Regions from separate parts of the Pan troglodytes genome. Here region 2 is linked to region 1. Evidence: chromatin contacts called from public Hi-C data. All regions are on one chromosome and are shown on one strand. The core of a region is the stretch at or near the end of the contact, and the rest is flanking DNA. Distances in the headings are between cores, read along the strand shown. Region 1 overlaps VGLL4 (vestigial like family member 4). Region 2 holds the start of TSEN2 (tRNA splicing endonuclease subunit 2).

Region 1 (3,318 bases), core at 577-3,076:
GCACTCCTAGTTAGGAGAAATTCTGGAATAGAGAGCATTCAGCTTTCTCAGTCCCTCTAGTGGAGGCAGTGGGAGAAGGGAATTGGGAGTGTATTTTGAGTTGGCCATTGGATTGTGCCTACTGCACATAAAATGTTGTTTTCATATTGGATTTTGATAAATCCATTTTATAATAAGCCACCTTACTACATTCTCCTATTTTGAATAATTTTTCAGTTGTTTGCCTTCCCAATGTATTGTTTTAGAATTACAAACATTTTGCTTTTTTCATTTCAGCTGTTCTTAAATGTATCAAGAAGCTTTCAATTGCCAGTAATGGAAAACTTATTCTAATGAATTTTTTAAAATAAAAGGAATTTAGTGATTCACATAGCTGAAAAGTCTGAAGGTCTGGTGGGCTTCGGGTGCAGTTTGACTCAGAGGATCATGGTGTTCTCAGGTTCTGCCTTCATTGCTCTTGTGGTTTTCTTGTTATGTGGCCTTGTCTTTGGGCTGACTTCCACCGTGGTAGCAGATGGCGACATAATGTTAGCCAGGGAGAATGTTTCTTCTGATAGCTTTCTTGGGCTTTGTTCCAGAAAGTCTGCAGCTAACGTCTGTGAGTCATGTGCTCCTTCTTGAGCCAATCACTGGGATTTTCTGGAATGTGTCCTCCATATATTTGGTTGTGTTTCCATCAGTGTCTCTACTTCCTTTATTGCTGTTTAGTGCGGCATCCGTTTCCGGGATTGCCTCACTCTTCCTGAACTTCATTTCTTCCCTGAACTTTACTATCTTTTAATCTCCCCTTTTTGTCCTGTTTCTTATTTGAGTTCCTGTTTCAGGGAGGCTATGCCTATTTTTTAAAAGTCTCATAGAGAAATATTTGTTCAGGCTGGGTGCAGTGGCTCACACCTGTAATCTCAGCACTTTGGGAAGCCGAGGCGGGCAGATCACCTGAGGTCAGGGGTTGGAGACCAGCATGGCCAACACGGTGAAACCCCATCTCTACTAAAAACACAAAAATTAGCTGGGCGTGGTGGCGGACACCTGTAGTCCCAGCTACTCCAGGAGGCTGAGGCAGGAGAATCGCTTGAACCCAGGAGGCAAAGGTTGCAGTGAGCCAGGATCATGCCGCTGCACTCCAGCCTGGGCAATAGAATAAGACTTCCTCTCAAAAATAAATAAATGAATAAATAAATAAATGGAAAAATGTTGGTTCATAACTTTCTAATTCTTTTTTTTTTTTTTTTTTTTTTTTGAGACGGAGTCTTGTTCTGTCACCCAGGCTGGAGTGCAGTGGCGCGATCTCGGCTCACTGCAAGCTCCGCCTCCCGGGTTCACGCCATTCTCCTGCCTCAGCCTCTCAAGCAGCTGGGACTACAGGCACCCGCCACGACGTCCGGCTAATTTTTTGTATTTTTATTAGAGACGGGGTTTCACCGTGTTAGCCAGGATGGTCTCGATCTCCTGACCTCGTGATCCACCCGCCTCGGCCTCCCAAAGTGCTGGGATTACAGGCGTGAGCCACCGCGCCCGGCCAACTTTCTAATTCTTTCCAGCATAATCTCTCTGGCTGTCTGGTGTGTCTTCATTGACCTTTTCTTGGCAATATTCCTTTCCTTCCTTTGTCCTGTACCTTATTTGCATCGTCTGTGATGGAGCCTTTCTCACGATGACTCAGTTTTCAATGTGGATGGTTCTTTCTGGGTTTCCAGCCTGCTGAGTGGTTGTGACTGGGAGGAGCTGGGGTGGAGTGGGGGGGCACTGGCAACCTTCATTGCAGTCAGCCGCCTCAGAGAGCTTTCTTTCCAGCCCTCCATCCTGAGGGCATTTCTCCTCTCTAGGACAGAAGGAATTTTGACTGCTGCTCACACTTTGTGTTTGAATCGATCAACAAGCAGGGTAGTGTTCAGCTTTGTAAAGAATTTTGGCTATGATAATCCTACAATTCAGCCCCACAGCCACCCTGATGACACTGAAATGCGTCACGGGCTGCTTTTGTTGCTGTTTGGTATTCAGTCTTTTTCTCAATCTATTGGAAACAAGGCCGAAATGAAAGTTCAGTTAACATAAAGTTTAAGAGTCTTTCCTTTGGATCCCAAAGTTATTTAATTTTTTAATTTTTAGAGCTAAATTTAAATGATTTTTCCACTCGGGTTCCACATGCTTCCAGTACTTGGAAGCATGAGAAGTGTATATGTTGAGTTTATGCCCAAGTTCCCAAATAGATAATCTTTGAAACCTATAACATTTACAATATTAAAAACAAAACAAAACAAAAACAACAACAACAAGAAACCACACCATACTGGGATAGAGATATGCGGAAACTTACAAAGTAAAACTAAAATTTTGAAACTGGGTTACTTCATGATTTGAAGAACAGTGTACTTTGTAGAACAAAGGAAAGGATTTTCATAGCGAGTGGGAATCCAACAGAAAGGGTAGAAACTGGCATTGACAATGTGTCTGCTAGCACAGCTAGCACTGGGCTGCGTTTCAGAGTAAATAAGCAAAGGCCTTTGCCCTCAGGAGCTCTTGGTTTGGTCTACAGGGGAGATAAAGCCATGCGTAATTATAGTAGGCCATATTAAATGCCATGAGAAAAGTGGTATGATCAAAGGAGAATGGCCAGGCTGTATCATTATCCATATTTTTCAAAGATGCAGAAGTAGATCAGAGAGATTCTGTAACACGCCTAAACTCACGCAGCCAGTCTGTGGCAGAACCAAGATCAGAACCTGCTTCTAGCTAACTGCTGGCTGGCAGGATGGGAATTTTTTTTTTTTTTTTTTTTTTTTTGAGATGGAGTCTCGCTCTGTCACCCAGGCTGGAGTGCAGTGGCGCGATCTCCACTCACTGCAAGCTCCGCCTCCCGTGTTCACACCATTCTGCTGCCTCAGCCTCCTGAGTAGCTGGGACTACAGGTGCCCACCACCACGCCCGGCTAATTTTTTATATTTTTTAGTAGAGACGGGGTTTCACCGTGTTAGCCAGGATGTCTCAATCTCCTGACCTCATGATCCACTAGTCTCGGCCTCCCAAAGTGCTGGGATTATAGGCGTGAGCCACCGCGCCCGGCCAAGATGGGAAATTTTAAATAGTTTTACAGTTTACGGAACTCTTGTTCTTAGTAATCAGTTAAAATTCACTTAATCTGCTCATGCAATAATCAATGGGTTATAGCAAATACTTTGTTTGTGTCTACTGAAGTACTGTGTTTAGAATGCCGCATTCCTCAAACCTGCTTTGAGATCTTGTTCTTTTAAGGGCCCATGCCAATGCCACTTTCTTTATGAAATCCATACCTAAGTCCCTTCAAAATAGGACTTGAAG
Region 2 (3,318 bases), core at 372-2,871, 820 kb before region 1:
CCCCCTACCAAAATCCGCAGCTCAAGTCCCTTAAATAAAATGTAGTATTTGCATGTAACTTATGCCCATCCTCCCATCTACTTTAAGTCTTCTCTAGATTACTTAGATTACTTAGAATACCTAATACAATGTAAATACTAAATAATTGTCATATATATATTTTTTAAATTTCTTTTTCCAAATATTTTTGATGCAACATTGGTTGAATCCACAGATTCGGAACCTGATAGGGAGAGCTGACTGTACTATCCTCATTCCACAGATAAGAAAGAAGAGCGGTGCCTGAGGTGCACAAAAACATATAGGAAAGACTGGGTCAGTTGTCAAGAGGTTTGGGATGCAAAGGTTGGTTTGGAATTGGAGTCACTGCAGGTTATTTAGAATGATGATTGAAAAATGCAGATTAAGAAAATTAAACCTGGGAGTGGTACATCACACAGTGGCCCTCAAGCTTAGCTACCCTTAACTCCTCATGCCCAGGCCTCACCTGCAATCAATTACATCAGAATTTCCTGGGTGGACCCAGCTGATTTTAACATATAGCTAACCACTGGTAACAGCAAGGTCTATTCAAATTCACTTAATCCCAGTAGCCCCCGGAGGTAAAGACTATTTTTATTTCCATTGTACAGATGGGGAAAGTGACTCGGAGGGGCCGGGCGCACCCCTGAGAAATCTTTACTTATTTCCCCAACCTGCGCACACCTGACTCCAGAGCTGCATATTCTTACTTTCTATTAAAAGCAGAGTCTGTTTCTTATTCTTCCCTCGAGCACACAAGCTAACACCTCTTAGGTGATGGTAAATGTCTATTAGAAAAACAAAAAAGGGAGAGGTGGCTCCATTTAATTTTCCAACTTCCTGGACTAGGTGCCAAACAAACCTGGTTAAAAAACCTCCTACTCAGCAAATCTCACCTTCTCCCAACCAAAACACGCTTCAAGCTCCATCTGCGCACCTCCTGGGCTTAGGGAGGCAAGGATGAAAGGGACAAGGTAAACAATCCTGCCTCTGGGGAGCTTTCAAGTTAGAACCTGAGAATAAGCCATATAAACAGATGACCAGCCTTTGAAAGTTGTTGTCAGGATTAAATGCATAATTTTGCAGAAGGCGTTTCGTTCGGGGCCTACCACGTGGAAAGCGCTCACCAGACGACAGCTGCAAATAAAATAAACAACTGCGCACCCCAATAGCGTTAGGGGCCCCGCGAATTCCTAACTCCCTGTCTTACCCCTTTGCTTCTTTCCCTGACTACCCCCACACCCGACCGAACTCCACCAGAGGCTGCGGCTCCTCTCAGGCATTGTCAGCTGCACCTTGCGCCCCAGCCCCACCAGCCCTGAACAAGGCGCCGGCGTTTCCAAGAACCAAGGGCTGCAGGCGCACGAGGAAAGCGCGGAGGAGTCAGTGACCGGGCGCACTAGGAAGCCTGGCTCCCCGTCCCGGCACTGTCTCGGCCGGCTGTGCGACCCCAGCACAGTACCTAGGCCCTTTCCTCTCTCGCCCTGGAGGACTTTCGGAAGAGCGAGATTTCCTTTCGCCGCAAAACACCAAACTCGGAAAGGGCCGCGGTTTCCTCGCCCAGGGCCCTTACCTTTCTTGGCCCCACGCGCTCGCCGTTACCCCGGCAACGCCGGCCGTGGGGCGGACACCGCTGCCGTCAAGCAGTGCGGCCGCAAAGCCAGCCGAGTGCGCAGCCGCAGAGCTCCCGTCGGGACTTGGCGGAGAGCGCCTGCGCACGGCCGGCTGGCGGGTGTTCTGTGCGCCAGCTCTGCCACTGCGGAGTATGAGGCGGAGGCTGCGTGCGCTCTTTGCTGCTCTCTGCAGGATTGTACGGAAGCCAGAACGATCCTGCAAGACGCATTTTACAGATGAGATGCAGTTACCCGTCAAATGTCACATAGTCACGTGGGAGATGGGAGAGACCTAGAGTCTTCCGCCCTCGGTGGATGGGATGTTTGAGGCGACCGACAGGACTTTATTAAATGGCCCTGAGGAAACTGATCTCATCTTTCTCAATGTAGAAAGAGGATCACAGCAGCGCACCTGTGTACGCTGCAGCATGCGGGGAACTTGCAAGGACGTTTCCTCTGGCAGACACCTGGCCAGAAGCCTCTGTGTGCCCAGACTGCCTGTGCAGTTAAGGGACAATAGGCGGCAGGTCCACCTGCTCTGCATCCCCATTTTCCCCCCTCACTGGCTGCGTGAGCTTGAATGACTGACAACCTTTCTGAGCTTGAGTTTACTGAAAAATGGGCCATCAGAATTACGGGAGATGAGCAAAACTGGAGTGCAATAGGAAGTGTAAGTTTCTCCTGACCTGGTTATTTTAAAGGAGCCCTGTGGGGAGTCCAATATATACTTTCCCAAATATGAATCACAGGAGTTCCACCACACAGACTAAGCAGGAGGCAAAGGAGGATGGCAAGGAAGTGTGGCAAATACTGCTGGAGAGATTCATGGTGCTAGATGTGATGATGGATGTTGAATTTTGGACTTCTGCCAATGTTCTTGCCTCCATTCCTTCACGCATGCTGTTGCCTCTATGTTCCCTCCCCTCTGTTAGCTGCAGTAATTCCTGGTCAGCCTTTAGGTCTCAGCTCAAATATCACCTCTTCCAGGAGACTTCTTGCCTTCCCAGACCTGCTTGGGTGACTTGCCTCTGTGCTCTGCAGTAGTCTGGCATGGCATGTGTTGTCCCTGTTTTTCTGGCCCTTTTTATTTTTTGAGACTGAGCCTGGCTCTGTCGCCCAGGCTGGAATGCAGTGGCACCATCTCAGCTCACTTACCTCACTGCAACCTCTGCCTCCCAGGTTCAGGTGATTCTCCTGCCTCAGCCTCCCGAGTAGCTCGGATTACAGGCGCCTGCCACCACGCCCGGCTGATTGTTATATTTTTAGTAGAAACGGGGTTTCACCACGTTGGCCAGGCTGGTCTCAAACTCCTGACCTCAAGCGATCCTCCCGCCGCGGCCTCCCAAAGTGCTGGGATTACAGGCGTGAGCCACTGCATCCTGCCTGGCCCTTTTTGAACTGCACTGTGGGCTTGCTCTTGGTAGAGTGAGATCATGTCGCAGCATTCAGTGGGTCCTCTGCTGCAAGGACCTTCACTGCTAGGCTAGGGAGTTCAGGCTTTAGATACACCAAAATCAAAGAGCTTTGTGGTAAGAATGTTGCAAAAGAAAGGGAGAAAATTGGCAAGAGTCACAGGATATGGTGGATTGGGCAGGGGAGAGACAGCTGAAGAGAGGCTGTAATATCCGACCAGAACAAGCTAATTTAAGAAATACTGGTTTTAGAATTAGAGGGCTTTAACAAT

Evidence for each region. Hi-C and Micro-C count contacts between places; a contact is called where the count stands out from the background.
Region 2: a contact with region 1 is called in a Hi-C map of stem cell-derived neural progenitor cells, with 6 times the contacts expected there. The contact joins the promoter of TSEN2 here to the enhancer-like site in region 1. A contact is called at or near these places in 1 of 7 Hi-C or Micro-C datasets (stem cell-derived neural progenitor cells) and 1 of 1 datasets of contacts at active chromatin or transcription factors (stem cell-derived excitatory neurons).

Annotation. Positions count from the first base shown.
Region 1 is chr2:15,676,734-15,680,051 of NHGRI_mPanTro3-v2.0_pri, reverse strand. All of the region lies in intron 2 of VGLL4 (vestigial like family member 4), which reads left to right. Among named protein-coding and RNA genes, the nearest start is that of VGLL4, 61 kb to the left of the region's middle. Within about 2 kb of position 1,826, at least 7 of the 24 cell types and tissues checked have an H3K27ac peak or open chromatin away from gene starts, as enhancers often do. A contact at or near this core is called in stem cell-derived neural progenitor cells, where this site is marked.
Region 2 is chr2:16,491,949-16,495,266 of NHGRI_mPanTro3-v2.0_pri, reverse strand. It overlaps TSEN2 (tRNA splicing endonuclease subunit 2), which reads right to left and starts at 1,621. Exons shown (of 12, transcript NM_001280291.1): 1 at 1,595-1,621.